Regions from separate parts of the Sus scrofa genome. Here region 2 is linked to region 1. A link is a contact called in public Hi-C data. All regions are on one chromosome and are shown on one strand. Each heading gives the region's core, a stretch centred on a gene start, on an enhancer-like site or on the middle of the called end of the contact. The rest is flanking DNA. Distances are from core to core; before and after follow the strand shown.

Region 1 (4,711 bases), core at 1,595-4,094:
GTAAATAAATAAAGAGCCTTAACAAAGTGTTGAAGAGTCATAAAAGCATTTTAATAGTAACCCCATATTTGAAATTTCCTTTAAATGAAAAACCTTGATTTATATTGAAAAATTACTTAAAATTATGTCTCTGTTACTAGTTCACTTTGAATTCCAGCTGGTTGAGTTTTTGGCTCTAAGTCCACGAAGAAGAGAAAGCAACTCCTCTACATTGGCACTGAACCCTTGTGTCACAAGTCTGAGAATGACTTAGTCAGTGATGACTTGTCCAAACAAGACCAGGACTGACTCATTAGTGGCCTTGTTATTAACAATGGTTATTCAGCTAGCAGAAAGGAAATACTTCCCAGATGATGAGCATGCTCAGAAACAAGGTTTAATGGGTCTTGGGTAGCCTTGAGTGTGGGGCTGTGAACTGCACATGGAAGTAGAGGTGTCTACCACATTCTAGGCACTTGCAGGCAATCGACACTGAACCTAAATTTGTGCCTGGATGGCTAGACAGGTGAGTGAGAAGCTTCAATAATGAAGTGAAGGAGAATTTTAAAATATAAAATATTTACCAAAAACATTCCTCTTAGGAGATCTCATGTAACTGCTCTGTTTAGGCAAATTCAATCAGTGACCTACAACTCAACACAAGCCTAGGGCATCCTTGGGCCCCTGGTTATGACTTAACACCTTTTTAAGGAGTGGACAAGCCATTTGCAGCAACATAGATGGACCTAGAGAATATTGTGTTTAGTGAAATAAGTGAGACAGAAAAAGACAGTGTGATATTTACATGCGGAATCTAAAAAATAATACAGATGAATTTATATGCAAAACAGAAACAGACTCACAGACAGAAAACAAACTAGTGGTTACCAGAGGTGAAAGGAAGAGGGTGGGGACAAAATTGGAATATGGGATTAAGAGATACAAATTACTATGTATAAAATAGATAAGCAGCAAGAACAAATATATAGGAAAGGAGTTCCTGTCATGTCTCAGCCATTAACAAACCCGACTAGCATCCATGAGGATGAGGGTTCAATTTCAGGTTAAGGATCCGGTGTTGCCCTGGGCTGTGGTGTAGGTCGCAGATGTGGCCTGGATCCTGCATTGCTGTGGCTTTGGTGTGGGCTGGCGGCTACAGCTCTGATTGGACCCCTGGCCTCGGAACCTCTGTGTGCCATGGGTGCAGCCCTAGAAAGACAAAAAAAAAAAAAAAAAAAAAAAAAGAGAGAGAATAAATATATATATAGCACAGTAATTCTGTACTATACTTATAGTATAGCCCAGGGAATTATAGTCATTATCTGCAATAATTTTTAAACTTTTAATGGAATAAAATCTGTGAAAATACTGAATCACTGTGCTGTATACCTAAAACTAATGTAATATGTCAACTATACTTAAATTTAAAAAATTTTTTTATTAAAGTATAGTTGACTTACAATGTTTCTTCAAGTTCTGTTGTATAACAAAGTGACCCAATCACACACAGTTCCTTGTGCTGTACAGTATGGCCCATTGTGCATCCATTCCAAATATAACAGTTGCATCCAAAAAACCCCCCAAATTCCCATCCATCCCACTCACTCCCTCTTCTCTCATGGGAACCCCAAGTCTGCTCTGCTTGGCCATGATCTGTTTCTGTTTTTGTTTTAGATAGGATCATCTATTCCATATTTTAGATCCCACAAATAAATTATATAGTAATTGTCTTTTTCTTTCTGGATTACTTCACTTAGTATGAAGTAAGTACTAGTACTAGTTTCATCCATGTTGCTGCAAATGGCATCAGTTTGTCTTTTTATGGCTGAGTAATATTCCACTGTATATATGTACCACATCTTAATTCATTCATCTGTTGATGGACATTTGGGTTGTTTCCATGTCTTGGCTATTGTGAATAGTGCATAATGAACATAGGGGTGCTTGTATCTTTTTCAATGAAAGTTTTGTCCAGATATATGCCCAGGAGTGAGATTGCTGGATCATATGGTAGTTCTATATTTAGTTTTCTGAGGTACCTCCATACTGTTTTCCACAGTGGTTGTACCAATTTACATTCCCACCAACAGTGTAAGAGGGGTACCTTTTTCTCCACACCCTCTTCAGCATTTGCTATTTGTAGACTTACTAATGATGGCTGTTCTGACTGGTGTGAGGTGGCACCTCATTGTAGTTTTCATTTGCATTCTTTTATTCTTTTACATGTAGCTGTCCAGTTTTCCCAGCACCATTTATTGAAGAGACTGTCTTTCTTCCACTGTATGTACTTGCCTCATTTGTTATAGATTAGTTGACCATGGTGCTTAGGTTTATTTCTGGGCTTTCTATCCTGTTCCATTGATCTATATTTCTGTTTTTGTGCCGGTACCATATTGTTTTGATGACCATAAATTTTTAGTGTTGTCTAAAGTCAGAAAGCTTGATTCTCCCATTTTCATTTTTCTTTTTCAATATTGCTTTGGCTAGTCAGGGTCTCTTGCATTTCTGTATAAATTTTAAAATATTCTGTTCTAGTTCTACGAAGAATGTCCTTTTTAATTTGTTAGAGATTGCATTGAATCTGTAGATTTCCTGGGGCAGTATAGTCATTTTGACAATATTGATTATTCCAATCCAAGAGCATCGTATATCTTTCCAAATGTTTGTGTTGTCTTTGATTTCTTTCATCACATCTTATAGTTTTCAGAGTATAGGTCTTTTGTCTCTTTAGGTAATATACTTTATTTTTTTAAAAACTGGACAAGCAAAGGGCAGCAGAACAGATAATTACAAACAAACTCTAGGAGCCAAGAGTCAATGACCATGCACAGGTCAGCGTCCAGGAGGAGCCAGCAGGCAAAGAGAGCAGAGCCTTTTGTTACCCTGGGAGAAAGCTGGTCTCTGTAGACTCAGGTTGGACTTAGTGTTTGTGTATAGTTCTACATTGGCTGACAAAACTCATGTTTTCACAAGTTTTCATCTACTTTGGCTAATATTGGGGTGCTAGTCATAGAAATGTTAGCAGACATGAGATGATGAAGTTATTTTCTGGAGATTTAAACAATTTTAATCCTCTAGTCCCTTCCCTTCCACTTCTATCCTCTCCATAAGTGTAATAAAGTTAACAGACCTGCTAAAACTGTGTATGTAGCTTTTATGTGAGTAATTCTGATTACAGACCCAAAGTAATGAAGTTGAAATGTCATGGTAAGTTTTGGATTTAAGAATAATGGGAAACTTATGACAATAAATACACAATTTAAGTCAATGATCTCCAAACATTTTTTATTATGAAAATTGTAATTCCATCACAGTTTTGGGGTTTGCCTTCCAATATATAGAATTTATTTCTATTCTATGTACATTTGCTTTTGTGCTAATTGAATTGAAATTCTATTTTTTCCCCCCCAGTACCCCAATGGATCAACTTGGGGTAAAATTTAAAAAAAATTTACAATGTCATGCCAGTTTCTGTTATATAGCAAAGTGACTCAGTCATATATATATATACATATATATATATATATATGTATATATATATATACTTTTAATATCTTTCCCATCATGATCTGTCCCAGGACATATTTCCCTGTGCTATACAGTAGGACCTTGTTTGTTATCCATTCTAAATGTAATACTTTGCATCTACTAATCCCAAACTCTCCTTCAATCCCACTCCCTCCCTCTCCCCCTTGGCTACTACCAGTCTGTTTTCCATGTCTGTGAGTCTGTTTCTGTTCTGTAGACAGGTTCATTTGTGTCATATTTTAGATTCTACATATGATATCATATGGTATTTGTCTTTCTCTTTCTGACTTCACTTTGTATGAGAATCTATAGCTACATCTTGTGTACTTTCTGAGATGCATGAATCTCCAGCCTCCCACCCCAACTCCTATAATTACATCAATGTCACATAATGGTTTAAATAGTTACTTCACTTGTTTAAAGAAAGAGGTTTAAAAAATATTCTCTTGGAGTTCCCATCATGGCTCAGCATTTAATGAACCCGAGGACATGGGTTCAATCCCTGGCCTGGCTCAGTGGTTTAAAGATCTGGTGTTGCTGTGAGCTGTGGTGTAGGTCGCAGATGTGGCTCAGATCCAGTGTTGCTGTGGCTATGGCGTAGGCCAGCAGCTGTAGCTCTGATTGACCCCTAGCCTGGGAATCTCTATATGCTGCGGATGTGGCCCTAAAAAGACATACACACAAAGAATTTAAATTCTCTTAATTCTAGTCACAAGGGAGGAAATGATCTATACTTTTCAGAATTTAAACTTTGTTGGCAGTATTGTGCTTTCTGAACCTACCTTTATTTAATCAAACCAATAAATAAGGTCTCGGGAAACAGCATGAATGGAATAGGGAGCTTTTGGGAGGTGGCGCAGGACAAGAAGTCAGGGACAAAGGGGAAATTCTTTTTTAATTTAATTTTTTTATTGTGTATGTTGGTGTGCCAGGAACAAGGGACACCAAATTATCCAAATTTTAGCAGAAATTGTCTCACTTCTTAAATTGTTTATAAAACTCTTAGTAACTTAAGAGAGATTTTTCTTTTTGTAAGAAAGAACAAGATAGCCCCAACTATGCAAAAATTAGCTTAATCCATAGGAGAGGGAACAATTGGTAGAAACAGAATTACTATCTCCAATCTGATCAATGAATATTAATTGAATACCCATTCTGGGCTAGGCTTTCTTTAAAAATTTTTTTATGGCCGAACCCATAGCAT
Region 2 (4,711 bases), core at 1,537-4,036, 250 kb after region 1:
TACACTAATATAGCCAACAGCTAACTTAAAAATTAGAGTGGTTGCCATGTTCTCCCAACAGAATGGCTATTTGTGCTTTCCAGAGGCAGTAAACAGGGTAGTGTTGTAGAGAATGCAACAGGATTTGCATGCTGCTGCACAGGAGCCATTTGTTTTATGTCATATCAAAAGCTTAAGAATTTCGGTCTGATCTAACTGATTTCTATCTTCCAATCAATGATTGACCTAAACAATGAGGCAAGAAGCTGTACCTTGGACTCCTTGCCTCAGAGCTGATCGATACTTGAGTACATTTGTCACTTTCTATGAGTACGAATTTTACTCCTTCAAAATACCCAGTTTTACTGGAGATGGGAGGACCTTTTTGTTTTGTTTTGTTTTGTTTTGTTTTAGCAAAATTCACTATGCAGTAAAGTAAGTTAGCTGCATCTTGAGTTCCATACAGATCCTTGAAATGCTTACTCATCAAATTGATTCACTAAGAATACATCATTGGATTTGATGACTAGTTGAAGAGGAGAGAGTGATGGTGATGGGTGGTAATGTCTTAACTGTGTTGAGGTGTTTAGTAGGTTCCTGTGAAGGAAACACCTTTGTTTATGACCTGGAAGATCAGTACACTAATATCATGCATGAAATTTGCAGCAACACGGACCTAGAAATTATCATGCTAAGTGAAGTCAGTCAGACAATGAGACACCAACATCAAATGCTATTACCTACATGCGGAATCTTAAAAAGAACACAATGGACTTCTTTGCAGAACAGATACTGACTCACAGACTTACGGTTTCCAAAGGAGACAGTTCGGGGGGTGGGAGGATGCACTGGGGTTGTGGGATGAAAATCCTGTAAAATTGGGTTGTGATGATCATTGTACAACTATAAATGTAATACAACTCATTGAGTAATTTAAAAAAATTAACCAAATCTGGAAATGTTACTGACATAGATGAAATGATTCAAATGATATCAAAAAAAAGTCCAGACAAAAAATAAAAATTATTTTCCACTTCAGGAAAGACATGAACCAATATCTGAAAGGCACACTGATCTGAAATGCTGACTCTGTAGATGGGAAAACCCCAGAAACTGGCAAATGCAGGAGAATATTAATACATTTATGCATTGGTATAAAACATATAAATTGTAAGCCATTTGCTTTCTGTTTGTAAAGATTCTTTGTAGCATTACTTGAATGTTCACTACATTGAAAACTGAAAGTTATATTTTTATAGTGTCATTTTTCCTGCTTATGCTACTCTCTATGTATTACAAAAGCTATTAACCTAGCATACATTTATTAAGTATCCACTATTTTCTGGCCACTGTGCTGGGTGAGAAAACAATTGGAAACAAGTAAATGTGATATAGTATAGCAAGTGCTCTAAGAAGGGTAGGTAAAAATTTCTGTGGAAGGAAAAAAAAATGATTTTTGTATTCATACTGTCCCTAATTTCTTACAAGCAGGTGATTCAGTCAAATGACTATTCTTATTCCATTTTATAGTCAAGGAAATTGAGGCACAAAAAAAGCTGATTGTACATCAGTTTCATTAGTCCCATCATCATCATCTTCACAATACTTTTGAGCACTTGCTAAATGCTTGGGCTTGACGTTCATTTTCTCATTTAATGTTCACAGTAACTCCAAGGTTTAAAGAGATTCATTCATTCAGTGTTGAGCACCTCTTATTTACTAGGCGGCAGGAATGCAAGGATGACTAAAACGTAGTTCCTGCCTTGCAGAAGACATTGGAAGTAAAGGCAGAGCTGGGATTTGAACACAGCGCCATCTGGCTCCAGTGCTTGAATTTCTTGCTATGCTCAACATTTCTTCATTGACTTAGCATCAGGTTCTGGGCCAGGTGACATGGCCAGGAAGTCACCAGGGCATGAAAAGGCTGGGACTTGACCCCAGATCTCCCATAACAGCCCAGTTTTCTTCTTCTTACACCACTGCCGTCCTTGTGAGCCCAAATAGGGCAAACCCCAAGAGAAAGACTAAATAGGGTTGGGGAGTGTGATCTCACCTAGTTCAGAGGCACCCCCACAATGGGCAAGCCTTTCCAGATCTGACTAAGTGCCTACTGGCCACATCCCCTTCCCACTGCTGGAAAGAATCACCCACTTTATGTCTCATCCTTTGCTTCTATTTCCTTCCTGGGCTGCCCGCAAGACGCCAGGGACTTAGCGTAGGCTTTTATTTATTCTTGTCTCCTTGAGGTTTTGCTTATGTGTACTTTCCAGTTTCCAAAATGCTGAAAGATATATTGTCTTTTTTTTTTCTTCCAGGCAGTTTATTGCAGAGCTATTCACAGAATAACTCATTTTTAAAAGAGATTGCTACAAGTGTAGCACGCACTTAAATTTAGGGCTGTCCTTGTTGTGCCATTAGAGCCATCAGTCTTGACCTCTGGGATTTGTCTCACCTAATGAAGGTTGCAGCAAATATGATTTTTGCCTGAATTTCTACATTTTTAGGAGGAGGTTTAGGATTGTTTAAATAGAGATTAAATCCATTTAATTGAGCAAGCATTTTAAGGTCCAGTGAAGTGTAACCATCAATAATGGGATCTCCCAGGTTGGAGGCCAAGGGGACAGCCAGGATGAATGAGGTAGTCTGTGCCCTCTGGGAGACTTTGGTTTAATTGAAAGGGAGGCTGATGGAGAGCAGGGGTCAGCGAACTTTTTCTGAAAAGAGTCAGAGAGTAAATGTTAGGCCCATAGAGTCTCTGTCACAGCTACCCAACACTGCCTCTGCAGCATGAGAACAGCCATAGACAAGAGTAAACAAATGGGAGTGGCTATGTTCCAATAAAGTAAAACTTTATTTACTAAAACAAGCAGTGGGCCAGATTTGGCCCAATGGCCATAGTTTGCTGACTCCTGGTTTGGAGCAAGGTCTCTGCCATCAGATTGCCCATTTTTCAGCCCCCCTGCCCTAACAGTGGGACTTTGGGCAATCTGCTTAATTCCTCCAGGTCTTGGATATCTTACCTCTAAGGGGGAACGGGAATAAAAGCTGCCTCATGGGATTGTTCTAAAATTGAATGGGATAGAGCTTACTTAGGGCGACGACCAGCTCCTGGTAAGAACTCAATAAATGTTTATTACTACTAAGCCAGGAGCCCAGTTAGAAACCTCCTTCTCTAGTGAGGACACATAGCCGCAATGACAGTAGAGAAAGGAGACTTTAAATCATAAAGCGTTGTAAAGAAATTCTCTTCGAAGTGAAAGGCTTACACAAGGCCTTCGTGAAGAGGTGAGGATCAGAGAGACTTCTGAGGGTTTTTTTCTGACCTCCCCATGCCCTCCTTACAAAGGTGCTTGGCTTTTGCTCTGCTCTCATCATGTCTTGGGCAAGTAGGGTCTTTGGAGGTTCCTTGGAGGTAACCACGGGTCAACATCTGTCCCACCATCGTTGGGAGCCCCTCATGCTGAGATTCCAGACCTGGGCTGGAATTGAGGGCTGGGCTCAATGCTAGATGATTAGTAAGTATTTTTTTCTGTATATTTTTCAGCAGCTAGGTAAAGAAACAGCTCTGCTGTAACAGCCCTGAGTCCCATAAAGCCAGTCAAGTTTCCAAGGAGGTTTAGAGGGTCCCTCCCCAAATGCTAGTAAGCCTCTTTCATTTCACTGCAGTTCCTAAGCTAAGTCTTCACCATTCCCTGAATGTCTGTTTTCTTTATTTCTAAAAGTCAAGGAGTGATCCTGTAATGCTAACAGAATGTTCTGGAATAACCCATCGACCTCTGATTATTAAACAAATAACCTTCTCTTGCTCACAGAAATGAAAAACAAGTTAAAATGCCAAAATCGAACAAGCTGAGCAGAGCCATTCTGTGGTGGATGGAGGCAGTGCCACTGTGCAGAGACCCAGATAAACAAAGCGAGTGCAAGCCAGACAGCCAGCTTTCCATCACACACCTGGTAGACATTCTCCTGCGCCTTCCTGGCACAGCCTGGAAGAGTGGTGCCAAATGGGGACATGGCTGGCATCCACCTCAATTCTAACAGACGCAGATCAATGGACCTGGCACCTGGTTCATCTTTATTTGAATTGCTTTTGAAAAGCCAGGATGGGAAAGCCAACAGGCTCTGCAACACAATGTGCTATTGGCCTTGGCCAAAGACAGGTCATCTGTCTGTCTCTCTGCTGTGGTGAGTCATTCTCAACAGGAGGAGGCGGGAGGGGGCAGGGGGTCTTTTACAAAGAGTGCCGAGGAACTGGCCCACCGCAGCCAGTGCTGTGTGCAAACTGAGCATTGTTGCCCACCTCTCTCTGAGCCACAGAGTCAGGAATCGAGCAGAAGGGAAGAATGGGGACCTGGGAGAGGAAGAACAAAACCAACACATATCGATGCCCGGGCAAGCAGAGCGACACGATCACGTGACATTCCTACAGAAAGCCGGGGTCCTCCATGCCAGAGCACATCTTTACCCTGGATCCCAGGGACGGAGTCTTCCCAATCTCTACAAACCTCCAAGAGATTCTGTCACTGCCTCACACTGTCCCTAAGCTCCATCAGCACTGGCTATGCGGGGTTTTCTCAAATTCAACATTCTCTCTTTGCCGCAGAAACTTGACACAGGCTATGCCCTCTATCTGGAACTCTCTTCTTCTCTTCAATTCCCTCCCTCCAGGCTTTTATCTCAATAACTCAGTATTTAGATCTCATTTCACGTTATCAGGAAAGCTTTACCTAAC

Evidence for each region. A called contact is a pair of places that touch in the nucleus more often than the background predicts.
Region 2: a Hi-C map of liver shows a contact between it and region 1, with 1.6 times the contacts expected there. The contact joins two enhancer-like sites. A contact is called at or near these places in 5 of 47 Hi-C or Micro-C datasets (embryonic fibroblasts, heart right ventricle, liver and 1 more) and 1 of 2 datasets of contacts at active chromatin or transcription factors (skeletal muscle).

Annotation. Positions count from the first base shown.
Region 1 is chr4:42,396,772-42,401,482 of Sscrofa11.1, forward strand. No RefSeq gene overlaps it. Among named protein-coding and RNA genes, the nearest start is that of GEM, 59 kb to the right of the region's middle. Within about 2 kb of position 2,845, at least 1 of the 83 cell types and tissues checked has an H3K27ac peak or open chromatin away from gene starts, as enhancers often do. A contact at or near this core is called in liver, where this site is marked.
Region 2 is chr4:42,642,610-42,647,320 of Sscrofa11.1, forward strand. No RefSeq gene overlaps it. Among named protein-coding and RNA genes, the nearest start is that of PDP1, 130 kb to the right of the region's middle. Within about 2 kb of position 2,787, at least 4 of the 83 cell types and tissues checked have an H3K27ac peak or open chromatin away from gene starts, as enhancers often do. A contact at or near this core is called in liver, where this site is marked.